Linked DNA regions of Sus scrofa: all the other regions are linked to region 1. The links are chromatin contacts, called in public Hi-C and targeted proximity ligation maps. All regions are on one chromosome and are shown on one strand. The core of a region is the stretch at or near the end of the contact, and the rest is flanking DNA. Distances in the headings are between cores, read along the strand shown. Region 1 holds the start of SLC38A2 (solute carrier family 38 member 2). Region 2 overlaps LOC106510390 (a long non-coding RNA gene). Region 3 holds the start of SCAF11 (protein SCAF11). Region 4 overlaps LOC106510390 (a long non-coding RNA gene). Region 5 overlaps LOC106510388 (a long non-coding RNA gene). Region 6 overlaps LOC106510390 (a long non-coding RNA gene).

Region 1 (4,943 bases), core at 1,149-3,648:
CGAGTATTCCACAGCGGAGGGGCCCCCTAGTTGCCTGGCTCAGCAAGACCACATCCACACTGGAAGGGGAGGACCAGCATTCCAACCGAGGCGAGGAGGGCTGTCCGATCGGGGTGGGGTGGTGGAATGCGTGAAATGCGTCTGCGAGAGGACCGCGGGCCTCCTACACCTCCTCGGTAGAGGCGGGACCCCCACCAGGGATCCCTTCCGAGGGGTCTGGCTTCCTGGGCAGGATCTAGCTTTGCCCTAACTAGGGTTTTCCGGGTCCCCACGAAAAGGATATCCCGAAAAGGAGCTGCCAACCGAGCTAATCAGACTAGTTTTGAAGAGTGAAAGCAGGTCTACGAGGTGAAGAAAGAACGAGAACAGAAACCTCCCATGGAGACAACATTGCTGCTTTGGCCCAACTTTGCCAGAGAAAACCCCCATGTAAATCGCAAAAATAACAGGCAGGAAAGGTTTGGGTGGGCGGGATGTGTCCCCAAAAAGCTTCGAGGAGAAAGCAGAGCCTGCTGCTGGTAACCCGGGCAGAAGGAAATGTGAAGGGAACCCTTTCTCAGAGACAACCCCTTGTCTAGGGCACCAATCGGGGCTGAAAGGAACAGAGCGAGGGAAGCACTGGGGTCTCTCCAAACTGCCCCGGAGCCTGCACAGTAGGCTTCGCCAGTGCGGGGGCGGTGGCGGGGGGTGCCAGTGGGCCGGACCGCCCGCCTCTGCCGCGGGGGAGGGGCGCGGCTGCGGCGGGGCGGGGCTTCGAGGGCCCGGGCGGGCCGGGGGCGGAGCACAGGTGGTGTTGATACACAAAGAGCAGGCACCCAGCGGCTGCGGCCCCGCCCACTGACGCGTACTCCCGGGCGGCCGCTAAAACCCGCCGCTCGCCGGGCTGCTCCAGAGCCGCGCGACGCCGCCGTCCGGGAGCACTTTCCTCGCCTCACCGCCGGCAGCCCGACCACGCGTTCCCACACACTCGCGCCTTTCCTTTCAGACGGCGGACGCCGGACGATTGGGGCGGCAACGTACCATTTCCCTTTTTAAATTAAAATTCTTTTCCTGTCTGTTGTTGGGGTTTTGTTTTTGTTTTTGTTTTTTTACAATTTTTGTTTGACTGAGAAAAACTCACCGAAGGCCTTTGCGTGTTGTTTCCGGGATACAGGAGCCGAGACCTCTGAGGTAAAGCGCGCGGGGGCGTCTGTGCAAAGGGCGCGGGCCCCCGGCGGAGCGGGGGAGGGGCGTCCGGGAGGGGCCGCGGCGGGAAAGCAGCTGCGGGTGGTTTGCTTCAGCGGAGGGTGTTTTCGGTCTGCTGGCCAGTCTTCGACCCCGGCCCGCACGAGGGTCACCGCCCTCCTCCGGGCGGGGGAGGGGCGCGACGCAGGGGCCGCGTGCCCGCCCGGAGCGGAACCGCATCCTCCCGTTAGGGGGAGGGGAGCCAGCTGGGCCCGCGGCTCCGCTGCGACAAGTCTTCTGACTGATTTGAATTAATGAAAACAATTACAGCCAAGGGTCCCGGAATTCGGGGGCGGCGGAGGAGGGTTCGGGTTTTTAGTATAGCTTGGGGGCCAGGACTGGGGAAGAGCAGCCGGGAACGTTTGACAATCGGCGATCGATATTGCATCAGTTTCCTTTCCGGGCATAGGAGGGGCCAACCGGGCGAAGCGCTCGCGGGCCGAATGCCTGTGGACGGGTGTGCTCGAAGGCACGGGCGTGCGCGTGTAAACAAACCTTAGGCGCTTCTGCGAGCCCGCGAACGGACGTCCTCCCCTTCTCGGGAGAGGAGCACTCGTGTCAGCCCTTTTCGCCCGCTTTGAGTCTGTGTGCCGCAGAGGCATTTCCCCTTCTGGGGGCTCCGGGAGTGAAAGGACGGACGACGCGGCATTGCTGTTGCAAATGCCAGACACGGGGAGCTTTGCGCTTGGGCTCTGGGCTGCTTGCACATCCAGCCAATGTTTGGGTGGGATGTGTGCCCTGCGTGCATGTGCATGACCAAGGAGGCTTCGAGAAAAGCAAGAGACTCCTTCCCGTGAAAGTGGAGAGAATGGAGAGGGCGAAACTCTAAATTCCAGTGGCGAGAGGCCGCGGGGTTCAGAGGGCGCGGGCCTCCGAGGCCGCAGCGCTGCAGTGGGACCATCTTTGTTCTCCGCGGCTCCGCGGTCTGTACTTTTCCGCCCCTCCGCGCGCGCCCCCGCCCCTCGCGCTCGGCTGGTACTTTTCCACTCGCCTGGCCAGGGATGAATCAGCCGCGCTGCGCCGCCCGGCGGCGTCACGTGACCAGGGCGGGCGGGCGCTGCAGTCCTGACGCGCCGCCTCTACCTTCACAGGCAGCCGCCCGGGCCCGTGCATCGCCAAGGACAAAAGGCACCCGGCGTTACTTGCTGCTCCCGATTCCTGTCGCTCCACAGCATGAAGAAAACCGAAATGGGAAGGTTCAATATTTCTCCGGATGAGGACAGCAGCAGCTACAGTTCCAACAGCGACTTCAACTACTCCTACCCCACCAAGCAAGCTGCTCTGAAAAGGTGGGAGAAGTTGTGTGCTTTTTTAAAAAACGACTTGTATATACACTGAAGGTTCTTTACCTGGGACTCTGCTTCTGTTGCTTTAATTTACTGTAGCGTTTGGAGAGACTGTGCAATTTTTGAGATGATGGGGTTTATTGCAATGACATGATATCCTGTAAAAGTCTTCCAGTTAAAAGACTCCTAGTTAATGTGCATTTAAATAAAGATGTGTGACAGCTAAATGGGATGGGGGCTTTTGTGTTAAAGCATTCCTTTGTATCTTTCAGCCCAATTTAGGATTTTTTTCTCTTTTTTTGCAGCCATTATGCAGATGTAGATCCTGAAAACCAGAACTTTTTACTTGAATCGAATTTGGGGAAGAAGAAGTATGAAACAGACTTTGTAAGTTAAAAACAATATTTTGTATCTCTGTGGCTTTATGGACTAAAAGAATAGTTTTACTTTTAGATTTCAAATCTAACTTGCCCAAAGCTGGTTTTTCTCCTTTTAATTATTGTTATATGTTTGGTTATCGTTTCCCTCTATGTAGCATCCAGGTACTACTTCCTTTGGAATGTCAGTATTTAATCTGAGCAATGCGATTGTGGGCAGTGGAATCCTTGGGCTTTCTTATGCCATGGCTAATACTGGAATTGCTCTTTTTATGTAAGTATGTGTAAGTAGAGAGTCTGCCATGCAGGGCAGTTAATATGATACAACGTATATTTTGGCTCCAGAGACTGAATTTACAGTTGAAGTAGTTAAAAGTCATTTGCTTGAAATTTAAAATATGAGAATTCAGAAAAATCTCTTTATTCTACTATTTAGCTGCATGATACTAAAAAAGCCAATTAGAGAGGAAAAATTAGGACAACATCCAAAACTGATAATTAAACTGAAAGTGTTTAAGTCAGTGGGAATAGTTAAAATTGAAAAGTGATTGGCTATTAAAAAAGAATTGTTGATAAGTCCTGGGTAGTTAGAATTTTTGTTCTGGCAAAATCTGAAGCAAGAGGTATTAAAAAACATGGTATCTCCAAGTCAGTTGGTAAATTGACAGTCATCCCAAGGACCTGTGGCCCCTTATGTACATAAGGAACACAACTAGTTTTTTTTTTTAAATATATAGGGTGTGGTGGTATTTGCCTAACCTGGAACATGTTTGTTTTGAGACAAGTGAGTCATAATCTTCTGGACACAGAAAAGCAACCCATATGTGATTTTTTTTTTTTTAATACATATTTCTTCAGGCCTTGTGATTGCCACAGCAAAAGAGGAATATTTTAATAACTATCCGCTTTGAATTGCTTTTTTTCTTTTTTCTTACCCAGTTAGAATTAGTTATTCCTGTACTTTCCAGCATAAATACTTAGAATTTTGGAACTATGTACTTTAGAACAGTGGTTTTTAACTGTTTGGGGGTCACTGACCCTTGGAGAGAATATAGTAGAAAAGTTTGGACCTTTTCCCAGGAAAACAAAAGAAAAATGCGTGTAAAGTTGCGTACACATTTTCAGTGACGTGTGTATCGTTAACTACTAAGACTACTAGTACCGCCTCCTAGCTAAGGTGCTTTCTGTGGAAGATAGTGTGATTTACTGTCTGGATGAAAAAAACTGCTCGTACACGTAGCCTGGCATTGTCTTTTAGCTACAGGTGTATTTTAGTTAGCTAACTGGTGCCTTCTACTCAAGTTATTTTTCCCAGCAGAAAAGAAATTTGTGATGAAATTCCACACTGAAGTTAAGCATGGCTTTGAGCACTGGAAGCTAGGATTCACTCAGCTTATTACTTCATTAGCGTGAGGCTATTGGCAATCTAAGAATGAGCACCAGGAATTTACATAGAAAGGACCCTGGAGTTTCAAATTTTTCCTTGGGGTGCTTGAATGGCATTATTGTCAAGTATTTGAAACCCTTCCTAACTCTTAGTATGAAAATTGGAGGCAATTTTTAAAAGCTCCCAGTGTGATTATGGTGCAGAATTTTCATGAGATAAAATGGCACCTTTGTTTCATAAGAGAAAGCAACATTTTAATCTTACCTTTGTACTTGTGAAATTATTTATGCTTAATAGGGTCTGTGTGTTTGATGATTAGCTGTTTTAATAAAGAGTTAAATAATATCAAGAGTGCTAAAGTGGCTTTTAAAATCTATCAGTATTTTACAAAGTTTATTTAGATGTATGGAGGCAAATGGTCCAAAAGCCATGTGGCTGCCATGGTCTGGTTAAACCACACTGTAGCTAACCCTGTTAAGTAGAATCAGTCTTGAGGCTGAAAGTGACCTCAAGGATTGTGAAATCTATTCATTCCTCATTGTCCTTTCTTTGTAAAAGAAAGGACTAAATTTGTCAGCACAGTTTGAACATTTTGCTTAAGCTATGCTTGGTCCAGTTAGAGGTAAGGCTGATGATGTCATTTCCACGGCATTCTAGACCCCATAAAAC
Region 2 (4,943 bases), core at 1,285-3,784, 250 kb before region 1:
GGTGAGGTAGCGGAGTGCTAACTGATAGGGGGCAGCCTCCCATGACTCCAGATCTAGCATCTAAGTAAGGTTACCTGATGTCAGTGCTAAAAACACTGCTTGGATAAGCTTACCTGTAAAATGAGGTAGAGATGCCAGAACTTCTTCAGCAGAGTCTGAGAAAACTGCCAGAAGAATCAGAGAAGGGACAGGTTAGAATGGATTTACATTAGAAGACCAGAGAACTCACCAGCTTCCTGTATCTCCTGAGAAAGCCCAAGGGTACTTCCTTCACCAAAACAATGCCCCAAAGAGGAGACTGTCACCACCGTGAAGAGGCTCAGGACTTCTGTGGGCCACAGCTGATGGTGGCCAAGGCTGGAATTATTGTACTGGACTACCTAGTGGCAATGGGCTGAGAAGATTCTGGAACATCAGAGATTGGGTGGAACAGTATAATCATCGGGGCAAGGTGGACATAATTTCTACGATGGGAAGCAAGGCCATAAAGGCAACCAAGGCCTAGATGTGCAGAGATCTATGGTGATGGCTAAAAAAAGACATGAAGTTTGACAGATGGGCAAGCAACGAGGGTGTTGCTTGACTCATGCAACCAAGAGCTCCAAAGTAGGTGAACAGAAAGCCGACACAAGAATTCCCGCTGTGGCTCAGCAGGTTAAGAACCCGACATGGTGTCTGTGAGGGTGCAAGTTTGATCCCTGGCCTCACTCAGTGGGTTAAGGATCTGGTGTTACTATGGTTATGCCATAGGCTAGCAGCTGCAGCTCTGATTCGATCCCTAGCCTAGGAACATCCATATGCCGCAGGTGCAGCCTTAAGAAAAGAAAAAGAAATAAAGAAAGCTGATACAACCTGCAAGAAGGGAAAATTATGAACCCTTACCCAGTATGCACATCTGAGTCAGTTTTCAGGTCCGGACCCCATAGATTGAAAAAGAGAACAGTTCCCTTTGAGGAACAACTCTGCATTGCCATCATTTAAGTATATACAATAGTTATACCCCAACACTCACCCAGAGAGACCTATGGAGGGTACTACTCAGATCTTTCAAGGGCTATTGGATGTAGGAACTGAGCTTACAGTAATAATAGTGGGCAAAATACCATCATGGTCTCCCTGTTAGCATGAGGCAAGTGGAGGCCAGGTGATAAATAGTGTCCCATCCCAAATCTACCTGAGAGTGAGTCCAGTGAACTGCATGTGCTCATCTTGTTCCTGGTCCCTAAATACCTGGTCCCTGAATACATAATCTATATGGATATCATGCTATACTGCTGACATTATGTGAAGACTCTTAGCAGGAAATGGTCAAATGTCTTTATGCCCTGGAAAGATAAATTCATGGCAGAGAGTGAGGGAGGGTTATTAACCCTCCAAACATTGAGGGGCTTTTTAAATCAGTGAAGTTCTGAGGTCCTGTTTAGGAAACCTCCTCCAAGGTGAAAGATAAGTTATTGTGCCTTATACCTCCTACTACTAAGAAAGGCACAGTCCTTAGGAGAACTTTTTGGAGACACCATAAACCATATTTGGAAATACAGCTCCAACTCTTTTATCAGGTGACTAGAGAGACTACCAGTTTTGAGTGGTACCTGGAGCAATCAAGGGCTCTGCAAAACATTCGGTCTGGAGCACAAGGTCTCTTGTCACTCAGGAAGACCCCTGTGGGACAGAAGTAAAATAAGAATGCTGTTGAAATTTCTGCCAAAGCCCAATGTTAAGTCTCAGCATAGACTCATTCAGAGTTCTGGAGCAAGTTCATGCTGTCTGCAAAAGATAACTGCTCTCCATTCAAAAAGCAGCTTCAGGCATGATGCTGGGTAGACACCCCTGGTCATGAGACATCAGATAGCTCTAAACCAGAGCATTCCAATAGTGATCTGGATGTTATCAGATTCCTAGAGCCATAGATTTGGATAGGCACAGAAGAAATCAATTGTTTGATGAGAGATATATTTGGGATCAGACCAAACAGGTTCAGGGGGCATAAGCATCAAATGTAAACAGATAGCTTCCTCCCACATGTCACCTACCCAGATACAGTAGTGTTTCTCCCTCAGCCCATACCTGTGGCCTTGTTGGAGGTTCCTTGAACCCAGAGAAGATGAAGAGGGAAATACTCAAGCCTAAGTCACAGATGAAGCAGATTAGTACATATGATGGTACAAGCAGAAAAAAGACTGGGGCTGCGGCATTAAAGTCTCACACACCGGTGACCTTTAAGGACAGGAAAAGCTCAGCATGTAGAGCTTTTAATGCTACATTTAGTCATTGACCTTGTGTGGAGGGAGAAATGTCCTGAGCTAAGGATAAATTCATGGGCAGTGAAAAATGACTTGGCTGGTGGGTCAGGAATCTGGAAGGAGCAAGATGAGGATACTGGAGAAAAGAAAACCTGGGGAAGAGGCATGTTAGACCATTAGGAGTAGCCACAATGGGTGCAGATTTTTTTTTTCTCATGTCAATATCTATTAAGTGCCTGTCCATCTCTGAGGAAGCACAGAACAATCTGTTGAACAGGGTGACTCACATAGTGGATATCAGCCAGCTTCTGTCCTGGGACACCCAAGTGCTTGCACAATGAGTTCATGAACAGAGTAACTATGGTGACAAGGATAATGACTATTTATAGGTCTTAACCACACAAACTTCTCATTAAAACTGATCTAGGTGCTGCTGTTGTTTAAATTCTCCCCTGGCAGCAGCAGAGACCAATGAGGAACCCCCATCAGAGAGACCAACAAGCCATGTGGAGGCAAGCTGAAGACATCAAATCTTTCCACTCTGGATAGGGCAGCAATTCTTTTTTGAGAGAGAATTTCTACATAATACATAATCTATATGGAAATGTTTGCCTTTTCTGACCACAGTACCTCTACCAGCACCATTATCTGAAGACTCACTGAGTGTCTGAGGTACCAAGAAAAGATCTAATATATTATCTCCCTACATCAATTTTATGGAGAAGAGGACAAAACAATGGACATGTGTCTACTGGTTCTATAATACAGCACATTACCTGGAAGCTGCTGGCCTAAGAGAACACTGACGTGGCCTCTGGCTTGCAGACAACACCTTTCTGTGTGGGGTGATAGTCATGTTTGATGATGTACTATCTATGTTGAGCCAAAGGTCGACATATGGTGCTATGTCCCTGATAGCTAGAAGACATAGGTCTAGAAATCAAGAGAAAATAACTTTTTTTTTTTTTTTCTTAACCGTCACTTCCAGGGATCCACTATGCTTCTGGTTACTGAAACACTACACCCTCATGGATTAGAGGTTCTGATTCCTAGAAGAGTGAGATGAGATGCCTCAATCAAAGCACACAGCAAAATTCCTACTAAATTTAAAATCACACTTACCATTTGGATAATTTGGGCTCATACTGGTAGATCAGTAGGAAGAAGAAAGGAGTTGATACACGAGTAAGAGTAATTGACTCCAATCACCATGAGAGACTAAGCTTGCTGCTATAGAAAAAGGGAATGACTCTTCACTGGGCCATCTTTTAGTTTGCTATTCATAGTGACATCCATAGCAGCCATGGCCTGACAAGGACACAGTAACTAAGGACTCAGACCCCTCGGAGATGAAGATCCAGATCACTCCATTGGGCTAGTTCCCTAGGCCGGCAAAAGTTCTGGCCAAAGGTGAGCAAATACAAAATGGTAGTAGGGGAGGGTGATAATAATTATCAATTACATCCTTGGAACAAACTTCAGTTTAGAGAATCAAATGAATTTAATGTAGAACACAAGCAAATATAGATCCCCTCAGCCCACCTTAAAGTCAGAGAGGCAGCTTCTTCACTAAAGAATTTCTGTACTGGTCATTGACTTCCTGTATCAAACATCTGCATCTCCTTGCTGCAGGAGCATCTTTCTGTGACTCCAGGAATATACTCTGCCCATGCACATGATAGGCTGAAACTGCCAGGGAATTCCTGATCCCAGGAGCACTTGTCAGCTGATTAGGTATGGGAGTTGCTGGATACCCACGCTTCCTTTGGCCTTTGGTGAGATAATTATAAGGTATGTTCTACACATTGGACTTGAACCCTGGCTGACCATGGTGGGAACTCACTTATTAACACACCTTTTAGGCTTTCCTCTTTTATCTGTCTCACTCCTTCACTGTGCTGCCTGGTATTACCTCTTGTGCCCAAATGCTTGCCTCAGGATCAAGTTTTGATGGAACCTAAGCTAAGATGGTACCAGGGTCAAATGAAATAACATAATTTGTAGAACTGGTGATTAGGATCAGAATAACTAGTACACTCTAGTTTGAAGTTTTACTGAAACTACCCTCAGATTTCAAGCGTGTTTATCTATAAAATATAAAATTAGAAGAAAAAGAACTGTCTTGGAGGTTCTGTTTGGGAGAATATGACAGACTACAAATTTAAAAAACAAAAACCAAAAATCTTTCCACAACAAAATCCTTGACAGGTTAGATAAAATATTAATAACCTCCTTTTAAATGCATAAATAAGTTCACAAGAAAATTAGAGAAATACACAGGAACCAGTAAAAGAAATCTAAAACTGAACAATAAGGAGGCAAAACTGGCCCTGGGTTGGTAAAACCTGAGAAACTGATAGGAGAAACAAATGCAAAACTTCTCTTGAAGAAGCCATTCTCAACAGTGGCCTTACAATCCTCACGGATAAAGCCTTGTCAAAAATGAGCTCACAAGCCCAACATTTTAAAACCACAAGGAAAAAAGCCATCATAAGGAAAAAGGCAGATCTTAAGAAAGTTCAGATAGTATCATTGTTTGATAAAGACTATAAAATATCTGTCTAAAAGAAATAAAACACAAATCAAAATCGAAGCATGCAAGAGTTCCTGTTGTGGTACAGCAGAAACGAATCCAACTAGCATCCATGAGGACATGGGTTTTATCCCTGGCCTTGCTCAATGGTTAAGGGATCTGGCATT
Region 3 (4,943 bases), core at 639-3,138, 250 kb after region 1:
GTAAAGATATTCGTACATAAATTTTTACATAAAAGAATGGCACACTAGAAGTCTCTATCTGGAGTTATACTCCAAGAAGTTGGATTTTCTAGGGTGAGGATTATATATATATATATATATATATATGTAATTATACCACAAAGCTTGGTGACATTCTCATTGTATTCAGTTGAATGGCTCCTAACAATGCTTGTTGATCTGGTTATATCATATAATTTCTTAAGCAAAGTTTTCTTAAGTCATTCTTTATCATATTCTTTATAATGTACTGCTATAAACTTCTCTAGATTATCATTCTTTCAAATACCCAAACACGGTAAAGCCCATTTAAATTCCCAAAGCTTATATCAAAAACTATACATTGTAAAAAACCTCACTTTGAAAATAGAGACAACATTGCAACAACATTGCAAATCAACTACATGCCAATAAAATTTTAAAAATAATAAATTACAAAAAGAGAGACAAGCCTGCCATTCATACACTCCTTCAGCAACTATTTACCAAGTCCTTAATTGAGTAACAGGCACTGTGCCAGGAGCTGTTATTAAGAAGGTATTAAGACATTGTCCCAGTGCTCACAGTGTGAGACTGACCCTCAACAGACCAAACACGAGGCACAAGATGGGGGAGCCAGAGAAGTGAGGAGGGTCATGGCAACCAGCTACCTCGGAGGAGAGAGGCAGAGGGGTGCCCATTCGGCAGGGTCCCGAGAAAGTGAGGAGGAAAAAGTCATCCTGGGCAATGAGGACATAAAGGAAGGGGGCAGACGACACGAAAAAGTGTGAGTGGCAAGGTGGCTACAGCTGAAACTTGGGTGAGCCAAGTAGGTGGGGCGGCCCGGGAAGAGCTCCAGCACACGGTGCGGGGGTTGGGGGGTGATGGCAGGACAGTGGCGTGGACAGGGCGGGGGGCGCTGCCAGGACCTGCTGGTAGAAGAGGGGTGGACACTGAGGGCAGGAAGAGCAGTCAGGAGCCGTGAGGAAACTGTCCGGGAGAAACTATGCGGGTAAAGAGTGACTTTAAAAAAGTCTGAAAGGTATTTTGGAGGTAAAACAAAAGATTTGACGACCGGAGGGAGAAGGAGTGGCACACATGTTCCGTTAGGCGGACTCGGACACTTGCTGGAGTGAATCATTACCTGTCACTATCAACCAACGAGTGGATCATCAAGTTTAATTTTTTGTTGTGGGAATTAAGACACGGGGCTATGCCTAAGTTTGATGAGTCACGTGGGAAACTTCTCCCCTAGGCCTGTTTAAAAAGCCCACCTGGAGGGAAGAGGTGGGCTAACGAGTTCTGGCCACTTCAGCCTCCCCGCAAGATGCGGTTCAGGTGGGCAATGCTGCTGGGTGAACACTCAACCCAAAGCCAAACAACAAACACTCTTCATATCAGATTACCATAAAGAGAGGATAGCAAATGCCGCGCAAACCCCCGCACGTCCAGGTCCCCAAGAGCCTACTTCATTGTGTTTCAAACAGCTTACCCGGTACCGCTGCCAAAGCAGAGCCAGCAGCGGCGCTCCACGCACGGCGCATGCGCAGGGCCCGCGGCGTGGGGGGAGAGCCGGGCACTGAGAATGTTTCCCAGAAGCCACTAGCCGCTGTTTTCCCTCCCGCTCGCAGGCCACGGGACGTGACTCCGCCCGTCACGTTCCTCTGGCGCAAAGGGTGGTTTGCCAGCGCCCCCCTGCGGTCCGGTTGATTGCTGCGACCTTGCTCGCAGGGCTAGAGCGAGCAAATGAGTTGGGAAAGCGCCGACCGTCCTGCTGCCGCTGCCGCCGCCGCCGCCGCCGCCGTCGCCACCGTAGCGCGTCGACCAGTGGAGGCGCCGCTGAGCTGAGAGGAGCAGAGCGGGAGGGAGGGGGAAGGGGACGCGCGGAACGGGGAGGGAGGAGGCCCGGCGAGGAGCGGGGGAGGGGGAGCAGCGGTGGCGCAAGACGCGCGGAGCAGCGCAGCCCGGGTCCGCTCCCTGCTTCGCCGCCGCCACCCGCCCCAGCCAGCAGAGCCGGCGCCCCAGCGGCCCCCGGAACACCTGAAAGCGGACGAAGGAGTCCATGTTGGGGAACTTGGCGGCGGCGTGACGGGGACCTAGGGACCTGCATTGGGGCCGCCGCCGGAATCCCCGCGCCTCGACCTCGGCCTGAGGTAAACACCGGCCGACCCCAGGGGTGGACTGGCGCGGGCCGCTCTCGGGCGGGGTGGGGGTTACGCGCCGGCGCAGGGCGGGGGAGCGGGCCCGGGGCGACGCGGGAGGGCGCACAAAGTTTCGGAATCCCGCGCGGCCCAGGCGGCGTCCTGCGCTCGGAGGAAAGTTGGAGCTGCCTCTGGAGGCGGGGGAGGTTGCGGCGGGCAAGGCCCCCCTTGCCTCTCGCCACCCGGCGAGGGAGGCCGCGCTTGGGCCGCCGCCGCCTCGCTGTCGGTACCCCGTCCCATTTCCTTCTTGTGGCCTACCCGCCTCCCGTCGGCGGAACCAGTCCCCGCCCGGGGGTCCTGGGGGAATGGGTTGAGGTTAGAGGCTCGGCGACGGAGTCGCCACACGGACACCCCCCTCCCCGCGGTGGAAACGTGTCCTGCTGGGCTTCCGGGCGCTCCCCGACCCCCGCGCCCGCTTGACTTGCGAGACTTTGCTTTTGTCGGTAGCGTCCAAGCTCGCTTGTGAAACCAAACTTTACTGCGCCGTGACCTCTCGGAGTGCGCGACCAGGGCAGAGCCCGCACTTGTGAGCACCCGCGTCACCCCGTGCCCTGAATTTCAAACTCTTCTTCCACCCCCAATTTCTAAACCAGTTTCCTGGGCTGACAACAAAAGGGCCAGGAGATCTAAACTTAGCTCCATCAGGCGTCCCTCCTCAGATACAAGGAATTTTGAATCTTTAAAGACGCTGCTTACAAATGGATGTCTGTCTTGCCCCCCCCCCAACCCCCCGTATTTTGAAAAATTGTGTTAAAGTAAGCGCCTGATTTGGAGTAGTTGATTAAAGCATTCAGATTCAAATGTGGAATTTTAAAATATCCTCAAAGTGTTTCTGTGCCGTATTACGTATAGTGCCTACGAGTTGAGCTTTTTTCATTCATTTTGGCTTTCATTTTGACATCTTTATCATACTATCTGTGAGCTAAGATTTTTTAGGCCAAACTGACCAAAAAGTTTTTAATATAATGCTTTGGCTAGTACAGGCTGTTCTTAAATTTTTGCAGTTTTGGAAATTAACTGAATATTGGAAAAAGCGTATTTAAAAGGTGTTTCTTCATTTTAAAAGAAAAGCTAATTCATGCATATTACTACTTAACCTCAGTCGCAGGATTTTGAAACACATTCTTAAAATAACTGCTAGTTTTTGTGTTTTGTTGGCATTAAAATTTTGATACATAATCAAGTGTCTTTCCAGACCATTGCTTTCTCTTTCCTGTTCGGCAGTTGGCTTAATCTTTTTTTTTTTTTTTTTTTTTTTTTTTTTTGCTGTTGGCTGAGAGCTGAAATTAAAAGTTTATGGGACTTTCGTTTTTCTTGTTTTAACTTACTGTCCATAAGAATTGAAATTTTTAAATTGTTCTGGATTTCTTTTTGCATGATACTATTTTATCAAAGATAATTGGAATTTATGTTTTGTTTATGCAATGTGAAGGATTTATTTAATATTAGCCCTGCTTATTGTAACTGCACTTTTTTGCTATAATGTATTTTGGTCTTACAAGTATATAGTTTTACATTCAGATAGTGACCTTTTGTTGCCTGAGAATTTGAGTACATCTTCACATTTTGGCCGTGTAAGATTTGGATGTCTGCTTACTCCAAGGGTACTCATGTACTGTTCTGTAAAGACATTCTTCAGTATGTTAAGGGGGAAGAAATCTGTGAAAGAAAATGGAAATTGTTCCTAAATATGCTGCCTGAAACATGTGTCATGGAGAAATTTTTAAGGGGAATTTTTTTGTATGCCTTTAGGTGGTGGTAATGGGGGTCCAGGAGATTGAAACTCTTTAGGGGTCACTCAGCTTCCCCATAATCCTTTGGATACTAACCAATACTTAGGCAGTTTTCTTTAAAGTTGTGCTGTTAATCAGCAGAGATGGGATGAATCAGGGCTGTTACATGATGATGTTGATTTGTCATCAGTAGCATCTTAATAAGAGAATTCAGTATTACACTACTTCTCTACCTTTTTTTAGGTACATCAGTGAAAAATAGTCATAAAACCTAACTGGAGTGGCTGGCGTAAAGGTGATAGTCAGTGTTTGAATGATTTTCGTTGTAACTTCCTTTTAGTAAACTCTACCATTATTTACTCTTGTCTTTAAGTGAAATTGGATCTTGATTTACCTTGCCAAATGAAATAAAAATTTTTAATTATATTCTTAGTCCCAAAGAATAAATTAATAGCTTTGCACCTTATTTTACATCTGAATGGTGATAAATGTTAGTAGCACTAAGTACAGCCCAGTGTTTAAATATCTTGAATCATTTTATTGCTCTTCCCAAAACTCATCTTTGCATTGTTGCGGTCCTTGCGTTTCTTTTTTCTTTTCTTTTTTTAAGTTGTGGCTTTGTAATTCCTAATACTTAATTACATAAAAGTTCGATATAAGATGTAAAAACAACACTCATCTATCACTTGCAAAATAGCATCCCAAAAAGTCTCACTATGACCTTTGTTCACCTATAGTCTTTAATACTCAATAGCCAGAGTGATCCTGATAAAATAAATCAGATCAGGTCACTTCTCTTCTCAAATGGCTTCCCTTCTCAGTCATAGTAAAATCCATAGTCCTTATTATGGTCTACCAGGCTCTCTAACTTCATTACCTCACTCTTTCTCTAGCCACAATTCTGCTCTGCTGTTGAGGTTTTCTTTGACTCTTCTGTGTAAGACAGCACGCCTTCCTCTTATATTTCTTAGCTCTTTTTTAGCCAGATTTTTCTCCACTGCACTTATTTTCC
Region 4 (4,943 bases), core at 696-3,195, 220 kb before region 1:
TGAATTCTTTGCTCCACTTCTGCTTCTAGGAAACCCAACCTAACACAGAAGGAAAGCAATAATCAACAATTAAACACGTGTATGCCTACCATGTCAGATAGCGATTACTGTTATGGAGGCAGGGCAAGAGGAAGGGGCATACTGGGAGAACGGAGAGTCCCATTTTGGATGAAATGGTTAGGGAAAGCTTCTCCAGTAAGAGGACCTTGGCAGTGACCTAAAAGGAGTGACAGGGTGAGAAGTGTGGAGGTCTGGGGATGAATGTTCCTGGCAGAGGGAGCTTGCATGTTGAGGACAAGCATGTTTGTCATGGTTGCAGAACAAAGGAGGTAGGATTAGGGCAGCTGGGGAGGATGGCAGGGGTGAGGTCATAAGTAGGTGGCTGGCTGTTGGGATTAACCAAGAGGAGTGCAACAGGGCCTTCTTCCCACTGCAAAATTGGGGAAGTACTAGAACATTGAAATAAGAGCAAGATCTGCATATGAAAACTGCTATCTCCTAAGACTAAATCTCCTGCAGAGATGCCATTGATGGGGAAATGTGTTTGTGACTGTGAGGGCAAGATTCCATACATCTTAGCAGAAGTATACAAGTAAAGGAGAATGGTAGTAGAGTTCTCTCTTTTCCTATATTTCATAAGAGTTTCCCCCTCTTCTCTTATACATAACCCTCTTTCCACCTGTACTCTGTCCATCCTAATCTGGGATATGACTTCCTTGGTCAGTTTTGAATTATTATACATCCATAAATTAATTTCATTACGTTGGTGATACTACTGCAAAATATACATAGCCATATTTGTGGGAAGGAACTGAATCTATACTTTTTTCTTCTTTTCTGTTCTCTTCCCCTTCCTTCATTCTCTCCCTTTCCTTTCTCTTCCATTTTCTTCTCTTCTCCTTTCTCTCTTTCTTCTTCTCTTCTATTTTTTTTTAGCACTTGGGAAAATGGTTACTCAGGAAACAAAGAGATCAGTGCCTTTTTCAGTGATGGCTCTTCCCTCTGTCTGTTAACTGAAGCTAGTCTAGACAACAGTTACCACTCAATTAGTACAAATTATTATTGACGAAAAGCAAACTTAACCTACAGAGTGAAGCTCAGAAAACATATATTAGGTACAATCTGGGGTTGCTTGTCTTATTGTCACTCCATGTTATGGGCAGACTTATTTTCTCCTCTTTGTAGATAAGATACTCACACCAAGAGTCAGTGCCCCTCCCTGATTCCACAGCATAGTACAATACTTTTAATAATTAACAGTGGCCAAAAAGCCTGATGTTTTCTGTGTGCTCAGATTTGTGCCAATCAATTTACATACATATATCATCTCACTAAAATTTTACAACCCTGTGAGGTGGTAATTCCTTCCCCCTTTTTACAGAAGGGAAAGCTGAACCACTGAAATAAAGAACCTTCCCAGGATCATTCATCTAGTGAGTGGTACCTCTGGGAATGCAGCCAAGGTTAAATGAATCCAGAAGTGAGATCTCGAATTTTACTCTACACTGCCCTCCACTAATTCACAACATTTTGCTTCTATTTCTATCTACCCACTTCCCCCCACTGCCCTGTGAACTTCCTAAGAGGAGACTATTTTAATATCAGTATCAGACTATTTAATATCAGGAGATTGATTCCAAGACCCCCATGAATATCGAAATCCACAGATGCTTGAGTCCCTTATATAACATGGCAGAGTATGGTCAGCCCTCTGAGTCTGTGGGTTCTGCATCTACGGAGATGGAGGGTCAACTATTCTTTTGTTTTTCCACCTGAACTCTATACCAAATGAGGGGTAAGGCAAAAGAGTAAGGGAGTTACAGATTTTAAAGGTATCAGCTTCATTACTGAAGAAGACTAGCCTCGAGAAGGCAATTCACTGTATAGGAACCATGGTCCTCTTGATGCCAAGCCCCAGCATTAGTCACAGTCATGGCCAGTGCAGGGAAAACCACAAGCATCCACTCTAAAATGCAGGGCTTGATTTGCAGGAACATGGATAGACCTAGACATTGTCATACTAAGTGAAGTTAAGACAAATATATGATATAATTTATAACTGGAAACTTAAAAAATGATGCAAACACACTTATTTACAAAATAAAAACAAACTCACAGATAGAAGAAACAAAAAATTTATGATTACCAAAGGGTAAAGGCGGGGGGAGGGGAGGGCATGGAGGGATAAATTAGGAGTTTGGGATTAGCAGATACACACCGTGATGTATAAAAGAGGTAAACAACAAGGACCTACTGTATGTACTGCATAGTACACGGAACTATACTCACTAGCTTGTAATAACCTTTAATGGAAAAGAATCTGAAAAAGAATATACATGTATTTATGTGTATTTATATACATATATATCTGAATCTCTTTGCTGTGCACCTGAAACTAACACAACATTGTAAATCAACTCCACTTCAATTAAAATAAATTAAATTAAATGGACTTGGACTTGGAAGAGCAGACTGGAGTGAGTGGAGAAAGGGAGGGGGGGCCGATCCACACCTGGCTGACCAGCCCAGATCTCATTACTATGAGTGGCAAGCACCTGGAGAGTGACTAAGGTAAGTTTTTTTAGGGGAAAGAGGAACCCAGGCCAAGGAGGTTCCAGCAGCCTCTCCTACCCTCAATACATGGAACTCGATCTTCTTGAATTACTTAGGTGGGAGAGTGTTATCATAAGCTGTGCAATGTAGCACATAATTAATCAGCACTTTGAAAGTGGAGAGCCCAAATCCAGTGCAGATCTGAGGAATGCCCTCAGATTTCTTACCTCCCATATCAAGTGTACAGCTTGCTGGTACAGAGGCCATCCCTCTTTTAAGCTCAGGTTTTTATTGAGGACTGAATTGGGCTAGATGGAAGCATCCTGGCATATCTTCTGGGTCCTGGGATTGGGGTACACGATAAGTCTCAGCTTTGGGGAGCATCAGTGAAAAGAGGAAACCCAGTGAGAGCCAGAATGTACTCCTGGCCAAGAGGCAAGTACACCTGTGACACTTCATTCAAGGTGGCGTGGCATACCCTCTGCCACTATTGAGGGGAGCAACAGACAGAACAGAAGTGGAGAGTTCCACTGGCCACCCAGGATGCCTCACTTTCCTGGGAGACATCATTTTGTGTCCAAGTCCTCCCAAAGCAGCAGGATGTTTCTAGACCCTCAGAATCTGCTTGCTATCACCCCATCCATCCCTTTCCCCTAACCATCTCATTGACTTCATACTATCAATATTTTTACTTTGGAGAAGGGGATAAACAGAACCTAGAAGTCAGCCAGCCCAAACAAAATAGCACAGCCAGACACAAAATTTGAGTCTTCTTGGACGGATAGTCTATATTCAAAGAAAATAATCTTTTGCTCAAATTGTCTACATTGGCTCTTATCACTCCAAACATATTAAATTTTGACTTTCCGAACTGCTCTGGCTCTACTGGCCCATGGGAGCTGTTCTCTGCTGCCAGATAAGAAGTAGGGAAAGGACTTGATCTCAACAGTGAAAAGTTGACACCCTGTCACCAGGACCCCAAGTGCCATGGCCTAACCCAGCCCCATCCCTATATTTTGTTCAGAGGTCTGGGTGAAAGGACTAGCCAAAACTCTTTTATCAATCAGCTAGTAACCTCCACGGACGTTACATTAGAGATTTTATCCTACCTAAGTATATTTTATCCTAACCATGTAATTAGGGTCAAACTAAAGTCCAAACTAAAGTCCAAACCTGCCCTGTATATTAACCACCCTAATTCAGTCTAAGCCTGAGCTTGCTGGCATGGTGGTGAAGAGGTCCTGCGAATGGCTTCATCCCTGTCTGCTCTGGTCTGCTCTACACAGATAAATTCAGTGGCCAAGATTCAGAGATTTCACTGGTGGCCCCAGCTCTGGAACAAATAACCTTGTGAGGATCAGTAGAGACCAGACTAAGGATGACTCAGTAAAATCCATTGTCTATGGGACAGACATCAGAATAGGTCCAAATGACAGTGACATTTGTTTAGAAGGAGCATGGGTCTATAAAATGTTATCTCTGGAGCTAAGCTGTTCAAACAAAAAGATAAGATCTTGAAATAATGGTTAAATTGATGTAATCTATTGTGAAAGGTTCGAACCCCATCTGTGGTATCATCCAAGGCCAAGTTAAATCAGGCGTGGTGGGAATGATGCTATCTCGCCCCTGACCTGTCTAGACAAACACAACAACCTAAAAAGCCTTAGGGCTCAAGCCAGTTGTCGACCAGAGATAATCCCTAAAATCACGGGGGCAGCAGCAATGCTGTTTCTCCACTCACCTTTCAGCGAATTAATAAATGTCAGAAGGTTGTGCATGCTGCCCATGGGATTAAATTTCATATGTCTGTTAAATTCAGGTAAATAAGGCAACTGATAGTATTCTGATTTAGCTTTAAAAAAGTGAGGGCTTAAAATTATTTTCCCTGGACAAAGCACAAAATCCAGGTATTGTGATATTGAAAATGCAAAAAAAAAAAAAAAGAGAGAATTGATATATGGGCAAATCCTAATTAAGGTAAGAAAAACAACCTTAGTGATAGAAAATAATTTAACATTTTTATCTCACCAAACTCCCCATATTACCTTTTTCCTTCCCATTGACTAAAGTGCTTTCCAGAGTTAGCCGGTTAACAGAATCACTCAGTTGTCAAAGTAGTAAGTCTTGCACCCATTACCCAGATTACTGATGCTGATAAACTTTGGCTTGTGATCCTTTCAATTGGTTAACTACAGAGTGGAAATCAAAATCAACAAGTGAAAAATATCAGAGAGAGTTGTCTATTTTCACCAAGAATATCTGCATAAAATTGCCCATCATTTGAAATAAAAAGCCTACTTTTAAATACTTCTTTTTTAAAAGCAAAGTGAACAATAAGAATACATTCTTATCGACCAAATATCTACGGGTTTATTTCTGGACTATCTATT
Region 5 (4,943 bases), core at 1,148-3,647, 150 kb after region 1:
AGTGAATATACTTTTCTCTTCTTCTTTTTTTTTTTCTGTCTTTTTGTCTTTTGAGGGCCACACCTGCAGCATATGGAGGTTCCCAGGCTAGGGGTCTAACTGGAGCTGTAGCCGCCGGCCTACGCCAGAGCCACAGCAATGTGGGATCTGAGCCGTGTCTGCAAAGTACACCACAGCTCACGGCAGTGCTGAACCCACTGAGCAAGGCCAGGGACCGAACCCGCAACCTCATTGTTCCTAGTCGGATTCGTTTCTGCTGTGCCACGATGGGAACTCCACTTTTTTCTTTTTTTGTTAATCAGTTTTGCCTCTTAGGAAGCTCAGAAATTCTGACCAAAAAGGGATGGAATGTGTACCATCAATATGGCCACAATGCATGAGCAACTGCGTTATTTTTTTTTTAATTTGGGTATAAAATTATAAGGGTTGTCTACAATCAAAGCTTTCTTTAAATGTACTGACATATAACACATGTCATATATTATAAATGCAATTATAAATATATACACTTAATATATAATATAAATAATACATATTTTTATTGGCACACAGTTGATTTACAGTATTGTGCCACTTTCTGCTATATAGCAAAATGACCCAGGCATACATATATAATCATTCTTTTTCTCATCTCTTCCATCATGTTCTATCCCAAGAGACTGGATATAATTCTCTGTGCTATACAATAAGATTGCAGCATCCTTTCTGTGATACTGCTGCCAAAAATGCTTTACTTGAATCTAATCATGAGGAAACATCAGATAAACCCAAACTAGGAAATACTCTAAAAACTAATTGGCCCATAATCATCAAGAGTGTCAAGGTCATGAGAGTCGAGGAAAGACTGAGGAATACTCTTCCCAATTGAAGGCCACAACTAAATGCAACACACAATCTTGAATTGGTTCCTATAGTTATAAAAAACATTATTGGGACAAGAGGTAAAGTCAGTCCTAATTTAAACTTCTAAAAGTTTCTGAGAATTAGATGGAAGTAATAATGTACTGGTGTTAATTTCTTGATTTTGATGGATGTATTGTAGTTCTGCAGAAGAATATCCATGTTTGTAGGAATTACTTTCTTAAATATTTGTGAGTAAAGGGGCATCATGTTGGCAATTTAAGCCCAAATTGGAGGTGGTGGTGGAGTTATTTGTATTATTCTTGCAAAAAAAAAAAAAAAAGTAATATCTGATGTTGAATAAGTGACTCATTAAAGAGCCACATCATTGTTAATCAATGACATCTCTTAGAGGTACAGGATGTTAATAGCCATGCAATATGTTTTTGATCCTAGCCTATGGGCATGGTGATATCAAATAATCACCATTTACCAACATGGCTGGCCCCGTTGGTAGCCTACAAAACTGTCATTCCTTCTTCCCATTCTTTATTGCTAATAGAATCCAATTTCATTGAGATTTGGATATCTGGGTCCTTTCTACCTCCAGGAGGTGAATTTTTATTGATCTAAGCCAATCCTGGTTTAGGCATGAGCATGTGCTGTACATGGCTAAAAATACAAGATACATGAAAGCAGGTCTGCTGGGGTTGGGGTAGTGGTCCTTCAGGGAAAGATTTTCCTTACAAATAACTCAAGGAATGAAATGACTCTTCTTCTATTTAATGAGGCACACCTAGGTTATAGCAGTTGTCCTGCAATCAGGAGGAGATAAGCCTAAGTGATCTCGGAGAGACAGCAGTGAGTGATGGCTTGAAGTGAGATCTTAATTCTCTGCTCAGGAATTGAACCTGGGCAGGCCCAAGAAGCCTAGCCACTAGACAGGAGAGAGGCTGAAAGTAGAATTGCCCTGATTCTTGCTCCCTGTTGAAAGGAAGAATGTTTTAAGGAGGCGACGATTGTAAAAACAGGTATAAAGTTTATACCTGTACCGGTTTATACAGTATACCAGGTGGGAGAGCACACAGAGAAGTAGTCTGTTTATCTAAGGCAGAAGCAAAGTGGTAATACACACCCAACGGAGGCGCTCAGGTGAGGGGGTCCTCAGTGAGGAGTGTGCCAGAGAGGTGATTTAAATCACTTACATAGGACAGTTCTTCTGGGTCTTTGCTTTCCTTAGGCCAATTATCTTGTTTTGTTTCTCACACCTGACTGGACCCAGGGCCCTCTCTGATATGTGTGCACTTTGGGCAAGATGGGTTCCAGAGCAAAGTGTTCTGGGGTTATCGGGACTTAATATGGCTTGGGGTACCCTCCCTTTCTGACCCCTAGGAGTCTTTCTGTGCACGTGTAATTGGGGAGGTCTCCTTGATGCCAGAAGTGGATTGAAATGGTCATCTTATCTTTTTATTCCAGCAGAGCTCAGCTCCTGTCATTAACTTTCTCCTTGAGGTGTCACAGAGAAGCAAGGCCCAATTTACTCAGCCCAAGTCCCAGCTGTCCTCATTTTAAAATGGGCTTCTGCCAGGGACAATCTCCACACCAGAAACAACTCTCTGCCCAGACACAGAACTGCTGCAGATCTTCTGCGAGAAACATTGGTATTTCTCTAATTTAAGTAAATACATGGTAATGTTTTTCCCATTAAGCATCCACAGGTATTCAGAGAGACAAATACAGGTATTTAGGAATTATTTCAGATCGAAAGCTTTATAGAAAGAAAGGAATTTTCTTTTAAAAATAAAAATACATAAACACTTTTCTCTCCTTATGACTCTCACATCAAGGAGGCAAAATTGAAGAAAACAAATAACAACAAAACATTATCTAAAAAGCAGTACTGTTGGGACTTATGTAATGTGTGGTTTTAACAGTCTGCTTCCTTGAATTTGAATAATATTGCCATTTTAACCACCTTAAATTTTTGTACCTTTTCTATAGGTATTTTTTTTAATCTTCATTAATATAGCACTGTGGTTTGCAAAGATAAGAGCATTCTCTGCACATTTTGCTTTTCAAATATAAAGAATGATGATGCACATTTTTATGTTACTACCTGCCATAAATAAATATACCACTATCTTTTTGCTAAGCACGTTGCTGATTAATCACTATAGATTAAAATAATCCCAAATTGAAAGCAGTAGCTTTTTAAAGATTAAGAGAAATTGTATCTGTATGGCATTGTTGCTTTAACAGCTCAATTTGCAAATAAAAGAGCAATTATAATCATTTATCTCTAAAAAAGAAACAGATTTATAGAAATGTTTTCTTTCATGAAAACAGCACCACCATCTGGAATCCTATAGTTTGTGCAATGAAAAAATTAAATGACAAGGTTTTGTTGTTTTTCTTTTAGCTGGTAGAAATTTGTCTTTTCCTAAGAGGTTTTACAGGTGAAAATAAGGCAGAAATTGCATTTCTAAATAGCTTAATAACAAAACGTGATTTCTGCCTTATTTTCACCTGTAAAACCTCTCAGGAAAAGACAAATTTCTTCCCCACCACCAAAAAGGATCCGTACCATTTGTGTCCTACTGAAATCAACTAATTTTAATGGTATCAGACTCTCACATGATTTCTTTTACAGCTAATGTTATCATGCAATTACTATTACAACAGGAATTAATTTTATACTTCCTCCTGACTATATGTTTCCTCTGCAATAGAAAAGTATTTTTTTCTTTAAACTAATGTTAAAGAAGTTTAGTGTCCCAATTTCTTACTTTATTTTTTCAAGAATAGAGGTTAAAGGAGCATATGATGAAAAAAAAAATGGACCCAGTCCTCGAAAATTGAAAAATTTGTAAAGGAATTTTAAGCACTATGCAAATGTACAGAATTATTGTTATCATCACTACATAAATTTAAGGGACCATTAATAGTATGGCATTTATAGGTAAACACATGTGGATCAAATACATCTGTTTAATGGTTTTACTCAACACTATATAAAATTATGCAAGCTTTAAGTTCTTCAAAAATGAAAAACACTATATAATGTTGTTAAAAATTTCTGCTATTCTCATGAATGGAACAAAGCAATTGATTCAAGCGGCAAAAATCACATTCAACACTCTAAACAATCATTTTCTTGTATTGTTGTATTAGGATGTTTAATGAATGGCTTAATTGATTAAGCCTTAAAACTGAACACTCCAATGTTCCATTCATTTGCCAAAATCAGTCTCATCCTGTACTGAGCCATGTGCATCCTCTAAAATAGAGCCAAGAACAATTGTGTTTCCTGGAAAACAAAGGCAAAGATTCTCCAGCTATGTCAAATGAACACCACAGATAAACATGCTTTTATATCTATTTTTTCCCAATCTCACTCTTGCATTTCAGTTCTCTAGTCTGTGAATATGTTACCAATGAGTTCATTTGGTAACTCTTTCCTCCCTCACCACTGTCATTCTAAGGACACCTAACCTAGTGCCTAACAGTTACTGTTATATATACTGTTATACAATCCCGCTCTAAGTGTTCCATATGTAGTCATTCATTCTCATTACAACCCTATGAAGTAGGATTTTAAAAATGAGGAAGCTGAGACCCAGAGAAGTTAAGTAAATTTGCCCAAAGTCATATAGCTAAGGAGAGGTATACCATGGATTCCAACACAGGAAAGTCTGGTTTCCAACGCCCTGATTTTAACCACTCAAATGCTGCTTCTCAACCAGTGTATGACAGCTTCAGTGGTCTTTGGCTACCACTTTACAGTTTATTAATTTTAATCCAAGTTTATCTTATTTGGAATAAATGTCAAATCAATTTGTAAACCTTTTCCATACTTATTAGTATTTTTGTCTCTGCATGTTTAAATGATTCTCTGCAAAAGTCATTCAGTATGCAGTAACTATTTGAAAGTCAATTATGTAATTTCTAAAATATTATCTAACTAAAAAATCTAAGGTTCAATGAGCATTATGACACATATATATTTAGAACAATTCCACTGCTATAATTTTAATCTTACATATTTTCTCCCACATGTCCTTAAAGAAAAATGTATGAGGATGTTCATTTCACCATTGTAAAAG
Region 6 (4,943 bases), core at 730-3,229, 140 kb before region 1:
TTAATTCCATTGATTTCTGCTCTAAATTTCATTATTTATTTTCTTCTGCTTACTTTGAATTTAATTTGCTTTTTTTTTTTTTAGTTTTCTAGAAACTTAGATTATTGATTTTAGAACAGTCTTACTTTGTAATATATGTCTTCAATACTATGAACTTCCCCCCAGTCACTGCTTTCACTGCATCCCACAAATTTTGACAAACTGTATTTTCACTTATATTTATTTATCTTGAAATGTCTCCTTTGACCTACATGTTATTTGGAAGCATATTGTTTAATCTCCAAGTATTTGGGGATTTTCCAGATATCTTCCCACTGTTGGGTTCCAGTGTATTGTGATTCGAGAGCAGACACTGTATATCTTCTATTCTTTTAAATTTGTTAAAGTGTGCATTATGGCCCAGAAGTGGTCTCTCTTGGTGAATGTTCCATATGAGCTGGAGAAGAATGTGTAGTTTGCTGTTGTTGAATGGAATAGTCTATAAATGTATTCTATCCAGCTGATTAATGGTGCTGTTGAGTTCAGCAATATCCTTACTGATTTTCTGCCTGCTGGGTCTGTCCATTTCTAACAGAGGAGTGTTAAAGTCTCCAACTATGATAATGGATTCATCTATTTCTCCTTACGGTTCTATCATTTGTGCCCACATATTTTGACTCTTTAGTTAGCCACATATACACTGAGGATTGTTACATCTTCTTGGAGAATTTATCCTTTTATAGGTATAGTATCTGAAATTAACATGACAATTGTCCTAAAGCCCAACCCACAAGGGCTGCAATGTCCCTTATTATTCTTGGAGAAAAACTGTTTTCAGACATTGCTTTCTGTACCAATACCATTTGCTGGTTCATTTGCTGGTCTGCTGATCAACTGCTTTTGCTGGAAAGCTCAGTTCTTCCTGCTCCCTCTAGGCACATACAAGGACTTTGTTATTGAACCCAACATCAAAACCAAACCTCTGGTATTGCAAATTCAGATGACTCCTCCACTCAAGACCTCCTGTCTTTTCAACAAAGGGGCTGACCCTTTCTTTCAGAGCTCCCCCAGTTTTCTAAGCCACAGAGCAGCTCTTAATTTTTTTTATTTTTTTAATTATAGTTGATTACAGTGTTGCATCAATTTCTGCTGTACAGTAAAGTGATCCAGTCATATATATTATATGTGTGTGTGTGTATACATTCTATTTCTCATATGATCTTCCATCACGGTCCATCACAAGTGATTGGATATATACCTCCCTGTGCTATACAGCAGGACCTCATTGCTCATCCATTCTAAATGTAATAGTTTGCATCTACTAAGCCCAAACTCCCAGTACATCCCACCCCCTCTCCCTCCCTCTTGGCAAAGGGGCTTTCAGAGCTCCCCCAATGTCCTAAGCCACAGAGCAGCTCTCAATTTTGAATCCATCCCGGTTTTAAGTGCTTATAAACATACTAGACCAAAATAGAAAAAGGGTGGCAAATAGGTTTCTTCTCATTTCCAAAGCCAATTAATTAGTAGATCCCACCGGAGCACCATGTTGAAAGACTCCATCTAGGCTCTGAGACTCTGTCTAGGCTCACTGGGAAAGAGGGTGATGCTTAGCTAGCAATGTCTAGGACAGTGTCTCCTGTCCAGGACAGGAGAGAAGCAGCACACCTAACAGGAACATGCCGTCCCTCAAGGGATTGCTCAAGCTCTCCAACAACTGCCTCGTGATCGCTCAGGTTCATAAGGAACATGTTAGCAAAGTGAAATAAAAGGAGCCTGGGTACTCTGTGTCACCAACTTCTTTTCAACTTTCACTTTTAATCCCCAGGTAATTAATACAAATGTAATTCAAATACCCTCCTCCTCCCAGGATGACTCAAAAGGCTCTTCTACAGATGAAGGTCATTGCCACACTCCAAGAAGACACAGGCCTGACTGCACTTGACTGCAGGAATGACAACAGCCCCCTGAGTCAGCTGCAGAGCATGCTGCAAGTGAAGGAGGGTAATCAGCCCGGCACTTTAGGACGTGGTTATGACACTAAGCAGAGTGAGCTCCACAGCCCTGCCCCCTTGTATAATCAGTCTCACCAAGTTCAGCAGGAGGAAACAGAACTGGTATGAAAGGCTGACCAACCTGGCTTCTCCTCCAGGCCCTTTCACTTACTGAACGACTCATGACGTGCTCACAGGCGAGAAGAGGTGATTTTGTGAAGCTGTGGATGCTCCCCAAATTAATCTATCAATTCCAAATCAAAATCCCAACAGAGCTTTGACAAACTGACTCTAAAATAAATACAGAGCAGCAAAAGACCAATAACTGACAAAATTTTTTGAAGGAAGTCAAGATATAGGGTTGGTGTTGAGTTCCCTCAAGGCTCTGGGGGTTAAGGATCTGGTGTTGTCACTGCTATGGCTCAGGTCACTGCCATGGAGCATGTCCAGTCCCTGACCTGGGAACTTCTATTTGCAGTGGTTACAAGAAGGACATTAAGTAAACACCAAGGAAATCTATATAAACAATGAACTTCGGCTCATCAAAAAAATATATTAATAAAAAGAGAGAAAAAATGCTATAACTAGTGGGAGGAGGGGAAATAAATTTGGAATTTATAATAAATTCCAAATGGATAGAAGATCTATTGAAGAAAGTAAAACTTCAAAAATTTTAGAAGAAAACATAAGGGACTATCTTTATGATCTTGGGGAAAGGACCTCTTGTGTCTTTAAGACACAAAACCACAAACCACACAGTAAAAGATTCATAATATGATTACACTAAAATAGAAAAGTTCTAAATATAAACAGACACTATAAACGTAAAAAGGCAAACCCCAGACTGAAAGAAGACATTTACAAACCATAAAAATGACAACTGATTTCTATCTAAATAAATAAAATACTCTTATAAACCAAGGGGGGAAAATGATTTAGAAGAAAACTGAATTGAAAAAAGGACAAAGGGTATGAATAAGCAAATTTAAAAGGCAAAAAAATATATGAACTATCCATCAGGGAAATGCAAGTTAAAACCCGACCTCCTCCAGATTAGAAAAAGTTTAAAAATCTGACAGTTCTTGGAGTTCCTGCTAGGGCACAGCGGAATCACTGCTGTCTCTGGAACCTAGGACACAGGTGCTATTTATGGCCCAGAACAGTAGGTTAGGGATCCAGCATTGCAAAAAAATATATATGCTAAAATAAAACTCTGATAGTTCCAAGTGACGACAGAGATGTGGAGACATGACTCTTAGAGTCTATTGAGAAGGAACTTAAATTTGTGTAACCTCTATGGAAAGTGTAGCAAACACACAGAAGTTACACTTCTAAATATAAACTCCTGAAAGAAGTGATTTTCCAACTATGGGTCTCAACCTGTGTGAAGTCAAGTTGGTAGATTTCAAGCAACAGTTTTGGGGTTTGTTCATTTGTTTTTAGGGCCAAACCTGCAGCATATGGAGGTCCCCAGGCTAGGGGTCAAATCAGAGCTGTAGCTGCCAGCCTGCCTACGCCACAGCCACAGAAATGCGGGATCTGAGCCACATCTGTGACCTACACCACAGCTCATGGCGATGCCGGATCCTTAACCCACCAAGCGAGGCCAGGGATCAAACCTTCCTACATCCTCACGGACACTAGTCAGAGTCATTCCAACTCAGCCAGGGATCAAACCTTCCTACATCCTCATGGACACTAGTCAGAGTCATTCCCACTCAGCCACGATGGGAACTCCTCAACCAACAATTCTGTTATAAAATAAGGCAAAATAAAAAGAACAGACAATGTCACAGTGCACTGCAAATAGTAAAAGTAAGTATAATTTTGTGAAACTTTTTTTCAAGTTATATTCAGGTGGGCATGTGTTCACACATGTATGTATGGGTTTTCTGGGCACAATATACAGAATTTGCTTCTTATTGGCAATCATGGTCAAAAATGTCTGAAAGACATGGCTTAGAATAGCAGTCCTCAAATTATGGTCTGGAAACTTCTGAGGGTCCTAAGACACAGTGGATCCACATGATCAAAACAATTTTTATAATAATACTAAGTTACTATTTGCACTTTTGGCTCTCATTTTCTCACAAGTGTGCAGTGGAGTTTTCCAGAGGATATATGATGTGTAACATCACAACCAAGGAAATGCAGAAGCAGATAGGAGAATTCGGCTCCTTCTATTAAAGAGATTTACAAAAATCTAAAGCAATTCCAGGAGTTCCCACCATGGCGCAGTGGGTGAAGAATCCGACTGCAGCAGCTGTGGCTTGGATTCAGTCCCTGGCCTGGGAACTTCCACATGGTGGGTGCCACTATAAATAAATAAATAAATAAATAATAAAGCAATACCACTTCTCTCACTAACTTTTAAAATTTAGAGGTTTGGGAGTTCCCGTTGTGGCTCACTAGAAACGAATCTGACTAGCATCCATGAGGACACAGGTTCGATCCCTGGCCTCATTTAGTGGATTAAAGGATCCAGTGTTGCCGTGAGCTATGGTGTAAGTCGCAGATGTGGCTCAGATCTGGCATTGCTATGGCTGTGACGTAGATCGGTGGCTATAGTTCCAATTTGACCCCTAGTCTGGGAATCTCCATATGCCACGGGTGCAGCCCTAAAAAAGACAGAAATAAAATAACAAATATAAAATAAAATAAAATTAGAGGTTTGGAGAGAGTGAGAAGGACTGGGAGTTTGGGGTTAGTAGATGAAAACTCTGACATTTAGAATGGATAGACAATGACAATGGATAAACATGGGGAACTATACCTAATCTCTTGTGATAGACCATGATGGAAAATAATATAAGAAAGAGAATATATTACTGGGTCCATTTGCCATACAGCAGAAATTGGCACAACAGTGAAAATCAACTATATTTTAATTTTAAAAATAGCAAAAATTTAGATGTTTGGATTTAATACATGCACACTATTATATATAAAATAGATAAACAACAAGGACCTACT

What was found. A called contact is a pair of places that touch in the nucleus more often than the background predicts.
Region 2: a contact with region 1 is called in a Hi-C map of skeletal muscle, with 4 times the contacts expected there. A contact is called at or near these places in 2 of 5 promoter capture datasets (liver and skeletal muscle), 3 of 47 Hi-C or Micro-C datasets (fetal heart ventricle and skeletal muscle) and 1 of 2 datasets of targeted methods (skeletal muscle).
Region 3: a targeted proximity ligation map of alveolar macrophages shows a contact between it and region 1. A contact is called at or near these places in 2 of 5 promoter capture datasets (fetal liver and liver), 3 of 47 Hi-C or Micro-C datasets (brain, embryonic fibroblasts and liver) and 1 of 2 datasets of targeted methods (alveolar macrophages).
Region 4: a contact with region 1 is called in a Hi-C map of embryonic fibroblasts, with 1.8 times the contacts expected there. A contact is called at or near these places in 3 of 5 promoter capture datasets (fetal liver, liver and skeletal muscle), 4 of 47 Hi-C or Micro-C datasets (embryonic fibroblasts, omental adipose tissue and retroperitoneal adipose tissue) and 2 of 2 datasets of targeted methods (alveolar macrophages and skeletal muscle).
Region 5: a targeted proximity ligation map of skeletal muscle shows a contact between it and region 1. A contact is called at or near these places in 2 of 5 promoter capture datasets (liver and skeletal muscle), 17 of 47 Hi-C or Micro-C datasets (adipocytes, blood, brain and 9 more) and 1 of 2 datasets of targeted methods (skeletal muscle).
Region 6: a contact with region 1 is called in a Hi-C map of embryonic fibroblasts, with 1.9 times the contacts expected there. A contact is called at or near these places in 4 of 47 Hi-C or Micro-C datasets (embryonic fibroblasts, fetal heart ventricle, heart right ventricle and 1 more) and 2 of 2 datasets of targeted methods (alveolar macrophages and skeletal muscle).

Annotation. Positions count from the first base shown.
Region 1 is chr5:77,123,598-77,128,540 of Sscrofa11.1, reverse strand. SLC38A2 (solute carrier family 38 member 2) reads left to right here and starts at 2,398. Exons shown (of 15, transcript NM_001317081.1): 1 at 2,398-2,513; 2 at 2,816-2,897; 3 at 3,046-3,161. The coding sequence starts at 2,398.
Region 2 is chr5:77,377,077-77,382,019 of Sscrofa11.1, reverse strand. LOC106510390 (a long non-coding RNA gene) reads right to left here. Exons shown (of 13, transcript XR_002344176.1): 8 at 1,593-1,662; 9 at 114-164. Among named protein-coding and RNA genes, the nearest start is that of SLC38A4, 110 kb to the left of the region's middle.
Region 3 is chr5:76,873,596-76,878,538 of Sscrofa11.1, reverse strand. It overlaps SCAF11 (protein SCAF11), which reads left to right and starts at 1,888. Exons shown (of 15, transcript XM_021092989.1): 1 at 1,888-2,150.
Region 4 is chr5:77,342,008-77,346,950 of Sscrofa11.1, reverse strand. All of the region lies in intron 5 of LOC106510390 (a long non-coding RNA gene), which reads right to left. Among named protein-coding and RNA genes, the nearest start is that of SLC38A4, 150 kb to the left of the region's middle.
Region 5 is chr5:76,976,210-76,981,152 of Sscrofa11.1, reverse strand. The region is part of intron 2 of LOC106510388 (a long non-coding RNA gene); the gene reads right to left. Among named protein-coding and RNA genes, the nearest start is that of SLC38A1, 98 kb to the left of the region's middle.
Region 6 is chr5:77,258,672-77,263,614 of Sscrofa11.1, reverse strand. The region is part of intron 4 of LOC106510390 (a long non-coding RNA gene); the gene reads right to left. Among named protein-coding and RNA genes, the nearest start is that of SLC38A2, 140 kb to the right of the region's middle.